2 separate regions of the Mus musculus genome follow, and region 2 is linked to region 1. The links are chromatin contacts, called in public promoter capture Hi-C maps. All regions are on one chromosome and are shown on one strand. Each heading gives the region's core, a stretch centred on a gene start, on an enhancer-like site or on the middle of the called end of the contact. The rest is flanking DNA. Distances are from core to core; before and after follow the strand shown. Region 1 overlaps Cutal (cutA divalent cation tolerance homolog-like). Region 2 overlaps Cntrl (centriolin).

Region 1 (5,728 bases), core at 3,192-5,691:
CTGCAGTCGGCTGGTGCCTCAGTGTCCCCCCCATCAATAGATGACTTACTATCTCAGATCCCATTGAATGCCAGCCACAGGCTCATGCGTTTGAATACTCAGCCCCCAGCTAGCTGCGCTATTTGGGAAGGACAAGAGACTCTGGAGGAAGTGGCTTGATGTTTATAATGTGGCCTCTCCAGGCTCTGCTTCCTGGTATGCAAAGTGTGAACAACCAGCTTCCACATGTTACCTTCAGCATGATGGACTATTATTTTGTTTGTTTTAAATTTTTCTGATTTTTTAAAAGGTGGTGTGTGTGTATGCACATATATATGTATATATTTGTGTCTGCGTTTGTTCATGTGTACGCACACTCCTGTGCAAGTGTGTTGAGTGTCTTCCATTATAGCTCTCTATTTAATTTATTTGAGGTAAAGTCTCTCACTGAACCTGGAGCTAACTGGGTGGCCAGACTCTTGTCTGCCTCCTAGCACTGAGATCACAAGCCTGTGCCGGGCACGCCTGGATTTTTGCCTGGGTGCTGGGGATTCACACACAAGTCCTAGCTGCACAGCAAGACCATTACCCACTGAGCCACCTCCCTAGCCTGACTGTGCTCCTTAAACTAAGCCCAAATAAGTCCTTCCTCTCTTAATTTGGTCTTATCAAGCATCCGGTCAAATGATGTCAAGCGTAACTAATATAGAAAATTGGTGCTAAGAAGTAGGGCTGTTGGTGTGACAAGCCTTAATCCCGTTGTTTATTATGCCGCTGGAATTGGTTTGTGGGAGGAATGTGAAACAGTTCAGAGTTGTGGGCTAGAGAAACCATAGGCTGCTGTGACTAGAGCCTGTGGGTCACTGTACTGGGAGTTTAGAAGGTTCCTGCCCTGTTTGAGTCCCTGTCCAGCGATGGACTATGATCTGGAAGTATAAGCTGAATAAACCCTTTTATTGTCAACTTGATTTTTGGGTCATGGTGGTCTTTTGTTGCAGCAATAGAAATCATCAGGAAGAAAAGGATAAATAAAGGAGCTAAGTTAACTTAAAGTTCAGGACAGAGCAGGAGTGAGAAAGCAGCGATACTTGTTAAATAGATTGGCCCTCAGGAGAAACCTGGGCTTAGCTGCCTGGGCATCAGGAAAGGCACCTCAAGGGCAAGACCTTGCCCATGGAAAGCTCCATTGCAAATTCTCTGGAAGAGAGGATGCCTAAACAGAGATTACCTCTAAAATGGCCTTCTGGAATAGGCTGCCCAGGGTAGAGGTTTTCCAGGTGTACACAAAGGTACACAGAAAGCACTGCATCTGTGGTCCACGTGGGACGGGCTACACCTGAGCTGGCAGCAGAACTCGGCTTGAGTCACGTGATACTGGTATTATGGGCACAAGAAGTGCAAGTTACAGGATCGTGGAGACCTGCACAGAGGTTCCACAAAACTGCACGGTCAGGAAACACATTGTCGGGGTCTGATTCCACGAATGGGGCTCCTGACTGCGCTGACTACAAAGCTGTGCAGGTGAAGCCTTGGTTGCAGTGGTGACCGCAGGACACTGGGGATGCCAGAAATATGGGGCATTCTCTGAGGAAAGCTGTTCACACTGGTGGGACTGACGTAAGACAGATCACACACAGCACATTTGATAGAGGTGGAGCAAGGGCTGAGTCCACTGAGGCACCAAAGTCATCCCTGCTGGACCTGTGTCTGTCCTGCTGGGTTTTGGTGGCACTTTGGCTCAGTTCTCCATGGTAGACATCATTCCTTGGGGAATGAGAATGTTCATATTAGGGAATTGTATAAAGTTTTTTTAAGGTACAGGGGCTCACAGCCAGGACATTGCCTTGAGTCTCCTGACATTGAATTTCTGAGTAGTGTTGGAACCATAAGACTACGAGAACTTCTCAAGATAGATTGAATAGATTTGCAATATGGCTAGCCATGAATCTATGGGGCCAGGCACAGAATGTTCTGAGTTGAATATGAAATGTCTTGGGTAGACTCATGTGTTTGAACACTTGTTTCCCAGCAGATGGTGTGGCTTTGGACATTGTGAGGTTTTTAGGTAGTGGCTGTTAAGTAGAGGAAGTTGGATGCTGGGAACATATGGTTTAGGGCCTGGCTGGCCTCTGGCTGGTTCTCTGCTTCTTGACAAGATAAAATGTGAGTAACTGCCTCACACCACAGCACGGCTGTCTGCTCTGCCTTCGCCAGCTTCTCAAACTGTAAGCCAAGTGTAAGTCTCATCGTGACAATGAGAAAAGCAACTGATAGAGAAAGTATCTTCTCAGTCAAACCTGTTTGCACCCCATCCCCACATCTTCCTCTTGCTCCTTCTAATCATCCGTCTTGGTAGCATGTATTGCATAATTTTAAAACTGGAATGTGTGCATCTAAGCTACGCACAACACCTGATACAGGTAAATGAACACAAGTGAAATTAATTCACTAAAACATCGGGAGAGATAAGTGCTTACCATTCAAAATAATCTTCCCAGGATGCTCACTGTTCAGTGAATGACAGCTACAGTTCCCTGCAGTGACTGTTTTTTGTGCAATCAAACTGGATTTGAAACCACCCAGACTGGAGCTCAATTTCTGCCTTCAACAAAAGCTAGAGTTTTGAGCAGGGTTTTTTGTTTTTTTGTTTTTGTTTTTGTTTTTTGTTTGTTTGTTTTTTTTTTTTTTTTTGCTTCATTGATTTGTGATCCTCCATTTCCCCCCCTTTGTTGCAGAGGAAAACATCTAGGCATGAACAGTGTGTTTGTGTGCGTGTATGCACACACATTGCATGTATGTGTGTCAGAAGTCAACCTTAGCATATCACTCCTCAGGAGCCTTTTATATTGTTCTTTCCTTATTTAATATGTATGGGTGTTTGGCTTACACCACATGTGAGCGTGGTGCCTTTGAAAGTTAGAAGAGGGTGTCAGCTTCCCTGGAACTTGAGATATAGATGGTTGTGAGCCACTGTGTGGGTGCTGAGAATTGAACCTATGTCCTCTGACAGAGCCTGCATTGTTCCTAACTTTGTTTTTTGAGATGGAGTCTCCCATTGGCCTAGAGCATGATATATGGGGGGGCCACAAGTATGCCGGCTGTCCAGTGAGCCTCGGGGACCTGCCTGACTCTGCACCTTCCGTGCTCAGATTGCAAGCATGGGTCACCAACCCTAATTTTTCCCGTGGCTTGTGGGATCTACTTAGGTCTTCAAGCCACTTGGAAAACACTTTGTCAGACTGAACTAGCTCCCCATTCCCAGGGACTGAATGCATGGAGCACTAAAGCCGATCTCAGATCTCAGGAATCATTTTGTGAATGGGGGGGGGGGTGACAAAACAGTTTGTCTGGTGGAGCCAGGAGTCATTGACGCTGTGTTTTTCTTTTCTACCATGTAGATCCTGACAGCTGTTCTGATGTATCCCGTGCTCAGGACCTTTAGCCTCTGGCTCCACTCTTCCCTCACTGGGATCTATGTCTCTGGCTCTTATTCCATCGTTTTTGTCAACTGTCCCAATGAGCAAATTGCCAGAGACATCGCCAGGTATAGTGCACATAGGGGCTAGGTGTCACCCCCTAAATGTGTGGGAAGCTACCAGGGTGCTCTCTAAGGGCCACACTGCAACCCTTCTCTTGCTTTTCACAGCCCGTTCCATACAAAGAACTCCATAGTTTCTGCTTACGGTGGCATGAGGAACCCACTACACCATCCTGTTCGGACTGACCCCAGGGCTGACCCTCCCATGCCATGATAGAGAATGTTTAGTAGTTGATGGTTAGAGAAGGAACATGAGACCCACAAAGAGAGGTGGCTTGCTCAAGGTAGTAAGAGACCGTGAAGCCTCCTGGGGAGATCCAAATCTCCCAATTGCTGGTCCAACCTCTTTCTCATCCCTGTAGCTCAATTAAGGAAGAGGCTGTCCATATATTGGGTATTTTTCTAGAAATGACTGTGGTGATCTGGGAAGAGCACCACTGGGTTTATAATTACACCATAGTTTTAATGTTGGCTGTGCCAATTCTATTTATGTGACTTTGGGGTGGAGGACAGGAGTTGCAGGACGATGGACCTTAGAACCTTGAACATGTTAGGTAAGTACTGAAATGCTGAGTTACAAGATGGCATTATGCTACCTACCTACCTCACAGTGTTGTAGTTGCAATTACATGATGTGAAACAGGTACAACACCCCCCTCCCCCAGGAGATGGAATAAAGCGGGTGCTCAATAAATGTGTCCCAAACCCCATCTTATCTGTCTATAAATATGTCTCTGAAGAGAACAAGTGGGACTTCCCCCTTCTCTTCTTGTTTTATTATGGAAGAATATTGGAGATTAGGGTTACAGTCACAAATGCTTAGCAGACAGATTGACAAATTGGCCTAGGGTATATGATGAAAGAGGATGGCAGACGGCAACCTTTGTCCTTCCTGGATGCTGGGAGAAGGAGGAAAGGGAGGGTGTTGACTCAGGAATCATGTGTCACGTCTACTCTGTGACATTCAGTTACAGCGACAGAAGGGCAGGTATCAACCCACCACCCTCAGACCTGCATATCCTGTAAACACACACAGAGCCTCTCAGGACACAGAGGAGCAGCTGTGAGGAGGCTGCTCTGAGGGCGGCTCGGTGTGCTGTGGGAATGACTGACCCTGGGCCTGCAGAAGATAGGCCTGGGCTCTGCTGGGCTTTCCTGCCCGAAACGCCCCTGCTTGGAGATAGGCAGGAGGTAGTACTCAGCTCAGTTGGATAGATGTTCAAGGTGCTAAGATCCATTTGGAATTGAGGATCCAGATAATCTGTGTTCTTGTGAATATAAAAATACCCTGGTATTAAATATTGGTAACAAAGTCAAGATTTTGTAAATGCCCAGAGGGTCAGACCATGGACCTTATCTGTGACCTCTGTGTGCCTGGCTCTCTTCCTCCTGAAGTTTCTGAGGGCCTGAGCTTTAGTGGGCATGGCTCTGTGGTCTGCAGTGTATGTGCACATGCTCTGTCTGAGATGGAGTTCAGCTAGCCTACTGCTCTTCCTTCTCTTCCTCTCTGTCCTTCTCCCCCTCCTTCTCCCTGTCCTTCTTCCCTTCCTTCTCCCCCTTCTTCTCCCCTCCTCCTTTTCCTTCTCCCCCTCCTCCTTTTTCTCCTCCTCTTTCTCCTTCCCCTCCTCCTCTCTTTCCTCTTCTCTCTCCTCCTCCTCTTCTTTTTTCCTCTCTCTCTCTCTCTCGCTCCCCCCTGCAGCTGTGGTTTTTCCTTCCTTCCTTCCTTCCTTCCTTCCTTCCTTCCTTCCTTCCTTCCTTCCTTCCTTCCTTCCTCCCTCTCTCTCCCTCTTCCTCTCTCTCTCTTCCCCCTCTCCCTGCAGCTGCAGTTTTTTCTTTCTTCCTTCTTTCCGTTCTCTCTCTCTCTCTCTCTTTCTTTTTCTTTGCATAAAAAAGCTCTATGGTTTTGAGTGCAGATGGCTGTAATCAGAGGCAGGGAAGCTCACATTCCTAAGAGACTGTGAAGGACATGCAACAGATGGGTAGCTCTCTCTCTCTCTCTCTCTCTCTCTCTCTCTCTCTCTCTCTCATGTTTGTATGCCACCAAAAAATGAAAAATTCCAGTGGGCAATTGAGCGGGTAAGCCTTGATGAGGTTGTGTGAACAGATCTGTTTTATGTGTGGTACACTGGTGATTTTCCAAAGCAGCCACAAATGGTAGATGGTGATGAGGTGATCCTAGCATGACATTTTAAGTTCAATACTCTTAGCCTG
Region 2 (5,933 bases), core at 823-3,322, 290 kb after region 1:
GGCTTTGGTCCTTAGGTGGTTCTCTGATCTATTTCAGCTCTTGATTCATTTACTCAAAGCTAAGAAGAAGTAAGGTAGTAGTTAGACCAAAGTCAAACAGCAGTTCAAAGAAGCCTTACCGAGGATGCTGGGATGTAGGGATCCGTGTGCAGAGCAGCTGTCCATTCAGAGCAGGGTCTGGTCAGGTGTTGACTAGAGCAGCTGTGGCCCTGTGCTTCTGATGACCTTGCTCTAGGTGACTCTGAGTCAGCCTGTGAGAATAGGGCTACAGTTTGTGTTTCAGAGGACTTCAAGCAAATGAGATGAAACACCTAATCTTTCTTCTGTACCTCCAGGGTTCTGTGTTTCTAAGACATAAAACTTTTAGAACAAAAACCTGTTTACTTTTAAGATGTCAGTCTTTTTTTAAAGATTTATTTATTTATTTCATGTATGTGGGTATACTGTCCTTGTCTTCAGGCACACCAGAAGAGGGTATAGGATCCCATTACAGATGGTTGTGAGCCACCATGTGGTTGCTGGGAATTGAACTCAGAACCCCTGGAAGAACAGTCAGTGCTCTTAACCACTGAGCCACCTCTCCAGCCCCCAAGATGTTAGATTCTTAAATTTCTCTGTGTTAAAATTTTTTCAGAATTTTTTCTAAGTTTTGAACTTGTCTGAATATTTGATACAGTAACAAAGGCAGATTAATTCTTGAGTCCAGCACCTTCATTTTCTCGACAGCCCTGGGTTACTTGCAGAGCAGCGTTTATTCCTGCCTCGGTGGCAAGGCCGGGAAGCTCTCACTGTGGTCTCACCATCTACTTGTTAGGCGCTAAGACAAGGAAAGCCAGGAATTAACTTCTAGTCCTGGGTACCTTCCTCTAAGTTTGCTGAGAGGATAAAGGAGGTGGCACTTTTCAGACTTGGTGGGCTCTGGACTGACACCGTCACCTTAGGAAGTGGCTCTGTGAGGTGTTTCCGTGTGTTCTTTTGCCTAAAGGACCTGATCCACACCACCAAGTGCCAGAACGAGTTGCTCAATGAGCAGACGCAGCTGCAGGAGGACATCAGCAAATGGATGGCCAGGTTAGAGAGCTGCCAGAAAGAGACGGAGACAAAGGAACAGCAAGTCCAGCAGCTCCAGGATGAGATCAGAGAGAGCAAGCTCCGGCTGGACCAGCAGGAGATGGTACTGTGCTCAGAGGGGTACTCGCTTCCCGGGGCTCTGGGCTTCCCACCTCCCCACCCAGGTCACACTGCCCATGTGCACCTTCTCTGGGACTCTTTGGTTAATATAACTGATAGGTTGTTAAGTCATCCAGCACTCATCCTGTAAAGAGCTTAGTGGCCACATGCTAGTTAATTAGCGACCTGTATCTTCTCACAGTGGCCAGGTGGCTTCATCGTTACAGAGGCACTGGCATTTGTTCTGTCTGTCTGTCTGTCTGTCTGTCTGTCTCCCCTTCTCTGTAAGCGCTTCTCTCTTTGGAACTGGAATCTGAGGATCATCTGGGACATTTGTTCTTTTAATGATCGACTCAGGTTATTGTCTCTCTATTCAGATGTTTCAAAAACTCCAGAAAGAAAGAGAACGTGAGGAGCAGAAGTTCGAGGCTGGTAAAGTGACGCTGGAGCAGCAGCAGAGGCAGCTGGAGAAGGAGCTGACGGACCAGAAAAGCAGGCTGAAGCAGCTGCTCACAGACGTGTCGGCAGCTGAAGGACGCCTGGGAACCCTGCAGGAAGAGGAGCGGCGCATTGAGGGCCTGGAGAGGATGCTGTCCCAGGCCAGTAAGTCCACGGCCACCATCCAGGGAAGGGTGGGAGCGGGGCTGTCCTGGTCGTCTGGTGAAGTATGTGAGGAAGACCCAGACCTGGCCACCCCAGGAGGAGGCAGGAGAGCCAAAGCAGGAAGGAAGGCAACAGCCCTGGGAAGGATGGCCAAGGACGCAGGGAGGTAGGGCGAATGTATCTTTATGGTGAAGTTTGACCCTGAGACTGGCCAATGTGTCTCTTCGTGCCCTTGAACCGTGCACAGGAAAGCAGGACATTACAGTGGGATGTTAGAGTCTCTGAAGGACAAGTTATTTGGGAGTAGTGACCTCAGCTATTGGGAAACACAGTGTCAGCAGCCGAAGGTTGAATGCATGAGCTAAGCTAGAGTTGGATTTACTTTGGAGTCAGTTTGCTCTCCCTTGGCGAAACTTTCTTGAGCCTGTGGAGTAGGCCGCAGACTTGTGCGAGCCAGTACTAGAGGGAAACAGCAGAGTAGGGAACATTCCACTCACTAACAGGCAGCCTGCACTAAGGAGCACAGGGCTCTGCCCACAGCTGGCCCAGGGCCACGGCCAACCCTACTAAGTGTGCACACTCACATTCCAGAACAGCAGCTTTCAGAACGGGAGCAGCAGCTAATGGCCAAGTCAGGTGAGCTGCTGGCCCTGCAGAAAGAGGCTGACGATATGAGGGCCGACTTCAGCCTCCTGAGGAACCAGTTCTTAACAGAAAGGAAGAAGGCAGAGAAGCAGGTGGCCGGGCTAAAGGAAGCACTGAAGATCCAGCGCAGTCAGCTGGAGAAAAACCTCCTGGTGAGTGTTTGCTGCCCTGGGAGTGTAGGGAAATCAATACGTTTACCCGACTTGACACATGCATTTTTCTTATACACAGCTTCATTATGAAGAAAATAAATCATCCATCAACCCAGGCCCTACCCCAGTGGTTATTATTGGTGTATTTTGTCATAATTGATTGTTGAAGCACACAGTGAGTCTTGGCTGCCAGCAGCCATCCTGTGGACAGCACAGCACAGTAGGGAGCTCTGCCCTCTGCTCAGCCCACTGCAGGCTCTAGGCATTGGGTTGGTAGGCACCTTTGCAGAGCCTCAGGCAGCCTGTTTGTGGCAATCTGCCCTTTTTGTTCAGCATTAATTTTTATCAAGCGTTAAAACCAGGAAGCCTGGTCTACCATGCTTTTACCCATGACCTAAGGGGTGGGGTGGTGATGACATCAGTCAGAGCAGTGTGCACAGTGTTTCCAGGAGTGGCTGTTTCCAGCGCTCTCTGGAGGGACTAGTAGAACTGCTGTATGAAGGAAATCTGATGCGTTATCAGAAGGTGGTGTGCTTTAACTAGGACTTGGGCAGGATGATCGGAAAGATAGATTTAAGCTGGCCATGGTGGCCCAGTCCTCTAATCCCAGACTCAAAACCAGAGGCTGGAGGATCTCTGTGAGTTCGAGGCCAGCCTGGTCTTACAGTGAGTTCCAGGCCAACCAGAGCTACACAGTGAGACCCTGTCTCAAATCAATAAATGATAATCCCTACAGCCCCTGAAGGATGTTGCCCTTTCATGGGTCACTGATGGGGCTGAGGGAGGGGAAGGTGACTTGTCAGAGGTACTGCTAAAGATTTGGCTTCAAACACTGGATTCAAATTCTCCCAGTCACACTACACCTGCCTCCAGAATGCTCCATTTCACAGTTGTAGAAACTGAGGTCTTTACATTGCTGGTGAGTGTGGAACCCGTGTGTGTCTGCAAAGTCCTTTGCCTCCCTGCATGCTAGGAGCAGAAGCAGGAGAACAGCTGCATGCAAAAGGAAATGGCTACAATTGAGCTGGTGGCCCAGGACAACCACGAGAGGGCCAGGCGCCTCATGAAGGAGCTGAGCCAGATGCAGCAGGAGTACCTGGAACTCAAGAAACAGGTGTGCACCCCAGAACCCCAGCTGACCAGCCCGGGCCACTGTGCGGGCACAGGCAGGGTTTATTGTTGTCAGTATCTCTTTAACAGGAATGTGGGACTTGTGAAAGCTGACTGTAAAGAGTGTTCTTCAAGTTAATTTTTTTCTTAGCCTTAAAATTTAGACATAAACTTAAGGAAAAAGAATTGGTTGAAAATCTACTCTTAAAATTAAATGAACTAGCTTTTTTTTAAAAAAGATTTATTTATTTTTATTATATGTAAGTACACTGTAGCTGTCTTCAGACACTCCAGAAGAGGGAGTCAGATTTCATTACGGATGGTTGTGAGCTAGCATGTGGTTGCTGGGATTTGAACTTCGGACCTTCGAAAGAGTAGTCGGGTGCTCTTACCCACTGAGCCATCTCACCAGCCCATGAACTAGCGTTTTAAAGTGATCTTATTTATTTACAGATTTATGGTTATGTGTGAATGTGTACGTGTGTGCGCCCACACCGTGGTGAGCATGAGGAGGTCAGAAGACAACTTGTGGGAGGCCGTTCTGCTCGTGAACTGGGCTCTGAGGATTCAGTTCGGTGTGAGGCTTATTAACAAGTGCCTTACCTGCTAAGCCAGCTCAGCTGACTGGCTTTAAGTGGGTGTGCAGGCCCAGGACCTGAGTGTGCTGGTGGATATGTGTGTGGGAGTGGGAGGAGCCTTGGCTCTCATTCTCAGGAATGCCAGCATGTGTTTAGATGGACTGGCCTGCAGTGAGCCCCCATGCCCAGCACGGTTATGTGTGTTCTGGGGCTTGAGCTCAGGTCTTCATGCTTGCAAGTTTACTGGCTGACTTTTTGTGTTGTGTGTGTGCATGCGCACCCATGCCCTTGTCTGTAGCAATATACATCTGTACACATACATGTGGAGGGCAAAGATCACACGCAGGCGCCATTCCTCAGATGTCCACCTTGCTTTTTGACAAGATTCCCATCTTAGAGTTTCTGTTGCTATGCTAAAAGACCATGACCAAAAGCACCTTGGGAAGGAAGGGGTTAATTTCAGCTCGCAGCCCTCAGGCCACACTTCATCAGGACAGGAAGTGAAGCATGCCTTGGAGGAACTTGGAGGAACTCTGCTTACTGGCAGGAAGCTGCTTACTAGCGTTCTTCTCATGGCCTGCTCAGACTGCTTTCTTGTACAACTCGGGACCATCAGCCTAGGAGTGGCCCCGCCACAGTCTGTGGGACCCCCTCCTCCCCACACACACATCAGTCAGCAGTCATGAAACCGCCTGATGCACTCACCTATAGGCCAGTCTTAGGGAGGCATCTTCTCAATTGAGAGGCCCTTTTCCCAAATGACTATAGCTTGTGTTAAGCTGACATAAAACTAACTAACTCACTAGCTCTCACTGGGACCTGAGGCTTACCAATTAGGATATGCCCCATCCACGAACCTGTCTTTATGCCCTAGCACGGAGGTACAGGCACATGCCACTATACTAGCTTTTATGGGAAAGCTGGAAATCCAACTCTAGTCCTCGTGCCCAGCAAGCACTGCACTAATGGAACCTTCTCCCCAGCTGTTTCTGTTGATTGTTTGCTGTGAGTGTGGGTGTTGCATGCACTTAAATGGTTCATGTAGAGAGCCAGGGAAGAGCACTCGATATCTTCCTCTAATTGTTCTACTGCCTTGCGACAGGGACTCTCACTGAAACTTAAGCTCACTGCTAGGCTAGGCTGGCTGGCCAGTGAGCCCCAAAGACTGACCTGCCTCTACCTCCCTAGTCCTGGAATGACAAGCATGGTCCCTCACCCAGCCTTGTGGGTTCTGAGGATTGAACTCGGGTCCTGATGCTTGCAAATCAAGAACTGCGTGTACTAACTGAGCCTGTCCAGGGTGTGTGATCTTCCAGGTAAGACGCACTAAGCGACTCAGTTCTAAGTCCTGATGTTTGACCCCACCACCCTGCTTAGGTAGCAAACCAGAAAGACTTGGAGAGGAGGCAGATGGAGGTCAGTGACGCAATGAGGACGCTGAAGTCGGAGGTGAAAGACGAAATCAGAACCAGTCTGAGGAACCTCAACCAGTTCCTTCCAGAACTTCCAGCAGATCTAGCGTCTATTTTGGAAAGAAATGAAAACTTAAGAGAGTTGGAAAGCTTGAAAGAGAACTTCCCGTTTACCACAAAAGAGAGGATTTTTGAAGAAAAATCCAACTTTCCCCAAGTTCACATCATGGTAACGTTTGTCCAGCTGTCCCGGGCTTCAGAGT

The links. Capture Hi-C pulls out chosen DNA fragments and counts their contacts.
Region 2: a promoter capture Hi-C map of liver shows a contact between it and region 1. The contact joins two enhancer-like sites. A contact is called at or near these places in 1 of 39 promoter capture datasets (neural stem cells), 1 of 115 datasets of contacts at active chromatin or transcription factors (embryonic stem cells) and 4 of 9 other capture datasets (adipose tissue, embryonic stem cells, liver and 1 more).

What each region holds. Positions count from the first base shown.
Region 1 is chr2:34,878,915-34,884,642 of GRCm38.p6, forward strand. Cutal (cutA divalent cation tolerance homolog-like) reads left to right here. Exons shown (of 6, transcript NM_030021.3): 2 at 3,378-3,523. Among named protein-coding and RNA genes, the nearest start is that of Cutal, 7.4 kb to the left of the region's middle. Within about 2 kb of position 4,442, at least 15 of the 459 cell types and tissues checked have an H3K27ac peak or open chromatin away from gene starts, as enhancers often do. A contact at or near this core is called in liver, where this site is marked.
Region 2 is chr2:35,169,474-35,175,406 of GRCm38.p6, forward strand. It overlaps Cntrl (centriolin), which reads left to right. Exons shown (of 44, transcript NM_001379274.1): 36 at 986-1,174; 37 at 1,548-1,773; 38 at 2,365-2,570; 39 at 3,544-3,684; 40 at 5,636-5,899. Among named protein-coding and RNA genes, the nearest start is that of Rab14, 29 kb to the right of the region's middle. Within about 2 kb of position 2,073, at least 42 of the 459 cell types and tissues checked have an H3K27ac peak or open chromatin away from gene starts, as enhancers often do. A contact at or near this core is called in liver, where this site is marked.